Regions from separate parts of the Rattus norvegicus genome. Here region 1 is linked to region 2. Evidence: chromatin contacts called from public Hi-C data. All regions are on one chromosome and are shown on one strand. Each heading gives the region's core, a stretch centred on a gene start, on an enhancer-like site or on the middle of the called end of the contact. The rest is flanking DNA. Distances are from core to core; before and after follow the strand shown. Region 1 holds the start of Snapc2 (small nuclear RNA activating complex, polypeptide 2). Region 2 overlaps Evi5l (ecotropic viral integration site 5-like).

The links. A called contact is a pair of places that touch in the nucleus more often than the background predicts.
Region 1: a Hi-C map of Schwann cells shows a contact between it and region 2, with 6 times the contacts expected there. The contact joins the promoter of Snapc2 here to the enhancer-like site in region 2. A contact is called at or near these places in 9 of 12 Hi-C or Micro-C datasets (the A7r5 cell line, the Rat2 cell line, Schwann cells and 5 more) and 1 of 1 datasets of contacts at active chromatin or transcription factors (oligodendrocytes).

What each region holds. Positions count from the first base shown.
Region 1 is chr12:7,400,907-7,405,717 of GRCr8, reverse strand. Snapc2 (small nuclear RNA activating complex, polypeptide 2) reads right to left here and starts at 1,798. Exons shown (of 5, transcript NM_001415804.1): 1 at 1,540-1,798; 2 at 794-913; 3 at 570-638; 4 at 1-126. The coding sequence starts at 632. It overlaps LOC120095870 (a long non-coding RNA gene), which reads left to right and starts at 122. Exons shown (of 2, transcript XR_005491762.1): 1 at 122-243; 2 at 754-2,264. It overlaps Tgfbr3l (transforming growth factor beta receptor 3 like), which reads right to left. Exons shown (of 7, transcript NM_001401205.1): 4 at 4,770-4,811; 5 at 4,526-4,684; 6 at 4,234-4,305; 7 at 3,664-3,831. The coding sequence ends at 4,238.
Region 2 is chr12:7,342,064-7,346,742 of GRCr8, reverse strand. It overlaps Evi5l (ecotropic viral integration site 5-like), which reads right to left. Exons shown (of 19, transcript XM_039089908.2): 9 at 3,674-3,771; 10 at 3,522-3,582. Among named protein-coding and RNA genes, the nearest start is that of Prr36, 21 kb to the left of the region's middle. Within about 2 kb of position 3,427, at least 49 of the 93 cell types and tissues checked have an H3K27ac peak or open chromatin away from gene starts, as enhancers often do. A contact at or near this core is called in Schwann cells, hepatocytes and liver, where this site is marked.

The sequences.
Region 1 (4,811 bases), core at 549-3,048, 61 kb before region 2:
AGGGGCAGGATCCTTCTGCGCATCTTGGGTGCTCAAGAACACCAGTGCCCTTCCACAGGCCTTTGTGGGCTTGCCTGGCTTGGAATGCAGGAGGCTGAGAGGTTCCGCAGCAGCAATGGTGAGTACCTAACAGGGAAGCGCCATCGGGGAAGGAAAGGAAGAAGTCTTTCATCTCTCATCGCTAGGCCTAGAATGAGCCCTCCACCTCTGCACACTCGCCAAGTCCTTCATGGCATTCTGAAGGTGACCCACACAAGAGATGGCCATAGATACTATGGCTCAAGTGTCAGTGCCTGCCTGGAGCTACTGACTTTACACCAGGACCCAGGATCCAGATCTATATTCCTTCCTTTCTCTTCTCTTCTCTTTTCTTTTCTTTTGTTTTCAGGTAGTGTTAAGAGGGGCCTGGCAATTCTCTACTCCTTCAAATTTGGAGATTGTATACAATACCACTACCTGACTAAACCTAGTGGCCCTCTACCCCTGGGTTTATTTATTTATAGGACACCCTCGTGCCCTATAGTACACTAGACATACATACACTTAGACCTGCCAAGAGAATTGTTTACCTGGGAGAAAGCTGCAGTCAGGGCTTCCTCCAGTGGGCCTGTTAATTTCTCAGCAAGATCCATCCATACCTGGGTGAAGCCAATTGGTACATGGTCAGTCTAAGGACAAGCCCCGCCCCCCCGGGGGGGGGGGAGAGTAAAGAGGGCTCCCAAGTTTTGCCCTTCCTTGTATTCCTCTGACCAGGTTATCCTTGGGCACCCCTCACCTTGCCCTCCTGCCTCACCTCTATGGGGGCTGGGAGCTGTGTCTCTCGATGCCTTGGACCATCTCTGCCACCTGGTTGCACCTTCCGAATAGCCTCTCGAACCACCCGGCCTTTGAGCTGCTGGATAAAGCGACAGATCTGGGGAGGAAGACAGGCTTTCTATGAGCTCAGAAACAGAGGCCTTGTTGTTTCCAGGCACTGCTACTGCTCCCTACCCTGGACTAGCCCAGTATTGTGCATTCCCAAAACTGCTGGGACTTGAGCCAAGGCCTCAGCATGTGACCAGCTACCTAATGAAAATGTAAAAGCTAGGCCTATTCTTGCTTCTTCCTGGGGCTGTAGTTTGCTCTTATAATGAGAACTAGCCTATTCACTTCCACTCCACCCCATTTCCTAGACTCTCACTTCGTACTCACTCTGGTTCCACCCAAATTCACTTCTTTTGTTTGTTTTTGTTAACTTTTTTGAGACAGGGCCTCTCTAAACAGCACCTGCTGTCCTGAAACTATGTAGACAGGGCTAGCCTTGAACTCAAAGAGGTCCACTAGTGAAAGGATCCCAGGTGCTGAGATTAAAGGTGTATACCACCATTCCCGACTACCAACTCTACCTTAATTCATCCTCTATTCTCACTTCCACTCACCCCCACTCTGTTATGCTCAGCCCTCCGATTTTTCCCGCCCACACTCTACAGCTTCACAACTCTCCACAGGCTCACTCCACCCAGTTGTCACACCCCGTCCCCAGCTTTCCCACTCACATACCACCTCTTCATGCTCCACTTCCAGTGTGCTTCACTCACAGAGACCCACAGTCCAGCAGGCAGTCCCGCCCCCAAACCCCCCCACCCCCTGCGCCACAGCTTCCCCAGAGCCTCACTCTAAACTTCGTTGTCACCCCGCCCCTATACAGTCAATATTCCTCCGCATCTCCATAACCCCGCCTCGAATCCCACCCACATCCCCGCCCTAAAACTCCATCTTTCACGCATATCCGGTGCGCCAATGACTTCCGCGACCGTCAACAGCCCCGGAGCTCCACCTTAGCTCGGCCATTCGGCTTCCCGGCCCCGCCCCCAGCACGGGACACCACCTCGGCCTCGCTCCGGCCTCGCAGCTCCTTGGCCAGCTCCTTGGCGTCTGGCTCCGGCTGGCCGCGCCGAGCCTGGAGTAGTCTCAGTAGGTGCCGCATCTCGCGGGGGCTCCAAGCTGTGGGGCCGGTAGCTTCACCTGTGTACCGTGCGGGGACCTTCCGCCGTCTCTGCGGTGGCTTCATGCCGGAACTCTATGGAGCTCTTTTCTGGTGGGCGGGGCTACGGAGGCCGAAGCGGTCAGACAGAGCACTATGCGTTTGATTTTATAGAGGGGGCGTGGCTCGACCAAGACTGAGGAGGGCAGAGGGACCAGAGTTTTATCTGCGTTTTATGTCACTCATGAGCTGCAGCAAAAAACTTTAAGCCCTAAATTTCCTAACTACGTCATGAAACCCATACTGTGTGCTTTGCTTTTCATAGAGAAGAGGGTAGTGGCCATCAAAAAGTGGTCATTTGTGAGGCAGTGTCTCTCTCCTTAACCCTGGCTGGTCTGGATCTCGATATGTAGACCAAGCTGGTCTCAAACTCACCAAGGTCCTCCCAAATGCTCGGTTTAAAGGCATGCTCCTTCACACCTCGCTCATTTGCTGTTCTTGCAGACAACACGTTTGGATCCTAACACAGACATGGTGGCTCATAACCAACTGCCGTCCCAAGAGCCTCCTTTTGACCTCCCAAGACACCAAGCATGCATATGGTGTACATACATACATAGAAGCAAAAGACATACATCAAAACAAATCAGCCCAGGCTTGCCAGGTGTGGTAACCACTAATCCCAGCATTAGGACTGAGACAGGAAGATCACTGAGTTTACAGGCTAGCCTGGGCTACAGTGGAAGCCTGGCTTGAAAGAAAAATAAGTCTGGGTTATGGAGCAGACAGCCCTAGACACTTTGGAGAAGAGAATTTAGGTTTAGTATTGCCAAGCCTCAGTTTCTTCATGGGCAGATTAAGCCTGAAAGTTCCTCCACCGCTGTATTTATCATCAGTCCCACCAGGCTAGTTGTATCAGCTGGTCTTCTGTAGAAGTAGGTTCCAACAGATGTGCCAGCACGTAAGTGCAAGCAGGCAAGGAAGAGCGAGCTTCCTTCTTCCAGTGTCCTTATGTAGGTCTCCAGCAAAGGTGTGTACCACCACACCTGGATCTGGGACTTGCTTTGGCCCAGGCTGACCTTGAACTCAGAGATCTCTTTGCCTTACTCTCCTGGGATTAAAGTCATGTACTGCCTTGTTTGGATCTAAGTGTTTCATGGCCACTATGCCTCAAGCTCTCCATGCCAAGATCCAGGTCAGAAACTTGTATCTCCCAGCCTCAATGTCTGGATCACAGGTGAGCCCTCTGGATTGTGGTCAATCCAGATATAGTCGAGTTGACAACCAGGAATAGTCATTACATTTGCTTATGCCAAGATGGAAAGAGGGTCTGGGTAGGTGGGACTCAAGAGGGACCCAGAGACCTGAATGAAGGTAGGGTCTAGGGATGGGAGTGAAGAGCTAAGAAAGTCCAACTTAGGGGAGAGCAAAGGAGCAGACGAGCTGCTACTGAGGGGAGGAAGAAAGTAGGATTCAGTTTAAACTTAAGCTGGCCAGGTTGCGTGTCATCTTCTGTGCCGGGCAAATGGCCCATGCTTCTTGCCTATAGGCAGGGTTCATGGGGGTTGGAGTCTCACACCTCCATTCTGAGTCTTTCCCAGTCACAAATCTTCCCATGTCTGGTCCCAAGGCACAGCCTGGGACCTCCCCTCCCTTCACCACCACCCCTACCCATGTTTGGGAGCACACTGACTCCACTAGAAGTTAGCAGGTCACCAATTTATTTTGAACAGGGGAGTGAGGACAAGGAGGGAGGGAGGGAGGGAGGAAGGAAGGGAGGCAGGGGAGACGTGCATGCAGGATTCCTTCCAAAGGGAACTGAAATCATGGCTGGATGAATCTCAGAACCTCACTGGGGCATGCCATCTCTAGAGAGGGGGTGAGAGAGACTCAGAATGGGAAAGCACTATTCAGGTCACATTTTCCCGATAAACTTTGACTTCCTCCACCAATCTACGTACTGGTGTGTGTGAGTCTAGGAGCTGTGTACATCCCTCTTACTTATCTGTTTAAGTCTTAAGGACCCCTTTCCTCACGGCTGGTGACCCCACCTCCCAAATCCAATTTCCAGCTTCACCTCGACAAGTTACTTAACCTCTAAAAATAGTTTTCTTATCTCTAATGGACATTTTAAAAGTATCCATCTGAATGTTGTTCAAAAGAATGGATGTACAAAGTACTCGGAGTCCCACAAGTAAACCCTGTGAACGACCCAAACCACCATGTCCCTCTTCTAGCTCTTGCTTCGGATCTTCACACCCAGTACTTACCTGACTACTGGGGCCTCTGGAGCTGGGGGCCGCTGAGCGAAGCTCTACGAGGCTGGCCTGGAGGTGGGGGTGCTGAAAGAAGACTCCAGCTAGAACAGGAGTTCCCTGTGCCCTGCGCCAGGTTAAGTGCGCCCCCTAGTGGGAGCTGCTGCAGGTGTAGCAACCCTAAGGGCCAGATCTGGGAGGCAGGTTCAGGGATGTGTGCGCGTGGGGGTGGGGCAGCTAGACTAGACTAGACTAGACTGGACCTGTGGAAATAGGTGTGGGGTTCTGGCAGAACAGAAGTCGGTACCTGAGTGTGCACAGACGAGACCAAGCCCAGCGGCCAGCGCAGCACCCAGCACGAATGCCGCCAACACCAAAGCCACCACTGGTGCAGGCTCCAGTGCTGTAGCAGCTGGAGCAGGCGGCTCTGGGCGTACCGCTCTGCCTGGGAGACCCTTGGATGGCCCTATGGAGATACGTGCAAGGCTGAGACTAGGCTTTGGAGCAAGCTGTCTTCCCCATCCCGGTTCCAGGGCTGCTTGAGAGCTTACTAGGGGGCGGACGAGGTACTGTAACCACGATGGGCTGTGTCA
Region 2 (4,679 bases), core at 2,178-4,677:
GTGAGGGTTGGTTTTCGTCATCAACTTGACACAACCTCGAGTCACCTGGGGAGCGAATCTTAATGATTTGTCTACATTACGTTGGCTCATAGACATGTTTATAGGGATTTTCTTTTTCTCCCTTCCTTCCTCCCTTCCTCCCACCATCCCTTCTTTCCTTCCTCCCTCCCTCCCTTCCTTCTTTACTTTCTTTTTTTGGTTTTTCAAAACAGGATTTCTCTGTGTAGCCCTGGCTGTCCTGGACCTTGCTTGGTAGACTGGGCTGGACTTGAACTCACAGATATCCACCTACTTCTGCCTCAGGAGTTCTGGGATTAAGGGTGTGTGTTACCACCTCCCAGCTAGGGGAAGTTTTTCTTTTTCTTTTTTGAATGCCTTAATCGATGTGAGAGAAGACAGCCCACCACTAACCAGGCAGGGAATTCTGAGTGGAGAACTAGAACTGAGCACAAGCAGGAGAGTATTTCGACATGTGAGCATCTCTTTCTTCTTGACTGCATGTGATGTGACCAATGGTCTCAAGCTCTTCCTGCTGTGACTTCCGTGGTGGTAATGCACTGTAATCTGGATTGTTAGCTAAAATACATAACTTTTTGTCTTAAGTTTAAAATCTTTGTTAACATTTTGTTTTAATTTTATGGCAGGAGTGACTACAGAGGCCAAAGAGGGCCTGGGATCCTCGAGATAGACAGTGGTGAACAGTGGTGAACACAGGTCCTCTGGAAGAACGGCCAGAGAGTTTAATTGCTAGGCCATTTCTCCAGTCTTCCTTGGTTTGTCAGAGTATTTTATCACAGCAACAGAAATGAAACTAGATACTACCTATGCATTACACAGGACATTTCCTGGGTTGCTTCCTGGGGAGATAGAAACACCCAGAAAGCAGTGGAGCAAATCATGGACCTGATGGTCACTGACTCACATCATGTGTAAGGAACAGAGTCACAGAGGAGTGGCGGTGACCCTCCAAAGTCCACCTCCCCAGTCCTAGGGTGACAGACTTGTGCCACCATACCTAGGTTCATTGGTTTATTTGAGACAGGATCTCACTATGTAGCCATGATTGGCTGGGACTTGTAATGTAGTCAAAATTGGCTTTGAACCAACAGAGATCTACCTGCCTCAATTACCTCACGGCTAGGATTAAAAGCATGTGCAACTACCCCTGTTCTATGTTAGTTTTTGAAATGCAGTTCCCACTAGAGCTGAAGCCCATGGACTGAGTTAGGCTGGCTGGCTAAATGGGTTCCACCTGCTACCTCTCCCAGTCCCAAGTGGTGGGGTTAGAACGCACTGATTATGCTGGGCTTTACTGTTGGGCTGGGAGCTCCGGGTTTAAGTCTCCATGTTTGAGACAAGCACTTTACAGAGGCCTCTCCTCAGCCTTACCCCTCCTTTTTAAACCTGGAAGCCGACAATGTGGCTAGGCTGGCTTGCAGGGACCTGTCTGCCTGTCTCTGTGTGTCTGTGGATGGACTGAAGGAACACTCCTGCTCCTGGCTCTTTTACGTGGGTCCTGGGGATTGAACTCATGCATGCCCAGCAAACACTTTACCCACTGAGCCATCTCCTTTGCCCTCTTTTCATTTTGCTGCTGTTCTGTACCGAGGATGGAGCCCATGGCCTCGTGTGTGCTGGGCAAACCCTCACCACTAAGCTACAGCCCCAGCCTCAACGAACGCTTCCTTCAAAGGCAGTGTCTATGCACCTTTGCATAGTGTAGTTGTCTAAGTCTTGCCTTATCCGATGCAAGCAAATAAGGGATTTGTTTCTGTTACTTTATTTGGCTTTTGTGAGACAGGGTTTCTCTGTATAGCTCTGGCTGTCCCATAACTTGCTCTGTTGACCAGGGTGACCTCAAAACTGAGAGATTCACCTGCCTCTGCCTCCGAGTGTTGGGATTAAAGGCATGCATCACCACCTCCCAGCATCAAATCAGGATGTTTTAAGACAGGCTAAAAGTGAGAGACCAAACTGCAGGACACTTGTAAGATACCCTGTGAGGAGACATCTGCCTGACTCTTCAAGGCCTCTGGTGAAATCTCTTCTCAGGGGAAACTTTCAGTCTGGCCTGTGGTCTCAAGGTCTATGGCATTCTTGTCTATTCTGGGCCTCACAGTCTCCTGATGAGAGCAGGCCGCTCATCTGCACACAGCAAAAACCACATTTGGTCTAGTGCAACACTTCCTTGTGAGATGGCTCACAAACCCAGGATGGAAATCTTTCTGGAAGCCTCAACAGGGCCAAGTGCTTCAGCTTGCGGCACAGGCCTCTGCCCCTGACTTCCCACAGGAGGTAGAAACAATGCACTGGAGGCGGACAGTGACAGGAACATCACAGCAAAGCTCCAAGGCTCAGAGAGGTGAATTTACCTGCCAGGGCCACACAGCTGGTCTTCAGTGGGACACCAGTGCTAACCACTTTGATTCATCAAGTGTGGAGGACAAAACCAGGTCTATATGGAGGTTCGTGTCCTTGCCTGTCCCCTATATTGGGTTGTAGGGTCCTTAACCTGGCTAGCAGGCTTTGGGAACGTGTAGCTAGCTGGTCAGTTGGAGTAGGTGGGTATGAGCTTTTCTTTCTCCTCTCTTCTACATCCTGGCCCTGGGTTGTACCTGGCAGCACCTGGGCTTCCTTGGAAAGATATTGAGGGACTCTCAATGCTCAAGAGTGCCTTTATCTGGGAAGCCAGGTCCTTGTCACTTAAGACTAGGTCTCATCTTTGTTTCAATAGATGTTTGTTGGGGTTGGGGATTTAGCTCAGTGGTAGAGCGCTTGCCTAGGAAGTGCAAGGCCCTGGGTTCGGTCCCCAGCTCCGAAAAAAAAGAATCAAAAAAAAAAAAAAAAAGATGTTTGTTGGATGAATGGCTAAAATCACATGAAGAGGGGTGAAGAGGCCATTGAGAGGTAAGTTTGGTTTTGGACGTTTTGTGCACTCAAGGAACTGACGCTGGGCTGGCTGGCTGCTACAGTACAATCAGGACCCTGAGTGGATGACCATACCTTAGCCTACATAGCCTGCTTGCCTGAGCCTTTCTCCTTAGCTCCCAACCTCTGTGTCCCCAGGGTGTTCTCCTGTCCACCAGGCACATTCTTCTATCCTAGGCCCTCTACACTGGACTCTTGGACCTAGAGTGTCTCCCCAGATGCGACTGTCTCTTGTATGACTATATCCGGAGCACTCTGGAATCCACACTATTTCAGTGATTTATTGACTATCGCCCCATGACATGGGGGGTTCGGGGACATGAAAGCAAGGAACTTTGACTGTCTTGTTTACTGTTGTGAGGCCAGCTTTGAGGACATGCCAATTGGGGAATGCGCTCCCACGCGGGGCTGGCAGGTGAAGGAAGGGGCAAGTGAGCGAGGGTAATCCGGAGCCAGAAGTTGTCCGCCCAGGCCAGCCCGTTCTATCCGTGCATGCGCTAGCTAGGACTGCCCTCTAGCGGGCAGCTCTGGCTTTGCGAGGGAAAGCCTCAAGGCAGCCCATCTTTGCCCTCCCTCACGCCTCTGGAACTCACTTTGATCTCGATCTGCTCCTCCATCTCCTTACTCTTCATAGCTGCGTACTCCTTCTCCAGCCTGCGGGGACGGGGCACACGGTCAAAGTCCCGCCTCCCTGAGGTGAGGAGGGCTTCCCTTTTGAGTTCTCCGTTCGTTCCCGGGCACTGACCTCTTCATCTTTTTAGGGTTGTACTTGACCTGGTAAGCCTTGAGGACCAGCTTGTCTGGGCAGCTGTCAAACTGGTGGGGGATCACTCTCTGGAAGTACTGTGGAGACACAGAGAGTTACGATCACTTGGGTCCCGGCCACCAGGGTTTGCCTAGGCTCCCACTGTATCCTGCTACTGCCTGGGGCTTCCCTTTGTCTCAGCCATCTGGGCTGTCTGTCTTTGGTTACTCAGCCAATGTATGTTTTTAAAGATATTTATTTATTTATTTATTTATTTATTTATTTATTTATTTATTTATTTATTTATTTATTTATTTATTTATTTATTGTACACTGTAGCTGTCTTCAGACACCAGAAGAGGGCATCAGATCTCACTACAGATGGCTATGAGCCACCATGTGGTTGCTGGGATTTGAACTCAGGACCTCTGGAAGAGCAGTCAGTGCTCTTAACCACTGAGCCATCTCTCCAGTCCCCAAGCCCCCTTTTTTTGTAGTGCAAATGAATTGACTGTAGGAGAAGGAACAACTAGGGAAGGAGGGAGACCTGCCTTCCCAGCATGCTTTCTGGTAAGCTTGAGAAAATCAGGCGGGTTGAAAGTGGGGATCAGCTTGGCCTGTAAAGGAATGTACTGCCCAGGGCCTGACCTGAGTTCTATCCCTGGAACCAACAATGGAAAGAGTAAGAGAGAACTCAGAGTGGAAACAGAATTGAACTGTGAGTATTGTGAGCCATGAGCCACCTTCTTCTCTCTCCCTCTCCCCACCCCCACATTGACCCTAACAATAAATAAAACTAAGACAATCAGGCTAGAGGACCTCCTGAAGGCAGGGCTGGGATGAATGGGGTCTGAGCATGGGGGAACTCTCCTTAGGAAGTGGGTAGACAAGCCCAGAGGTCCTATTCCTCTGCCCAGCTGCTCCAGTCAGGCAGCCTCGGACAATGTATGCCCGTGTTCGCAGACACAACTGTGGTCTTTGTGCATTCTTTCCTGAAGCACCAGCT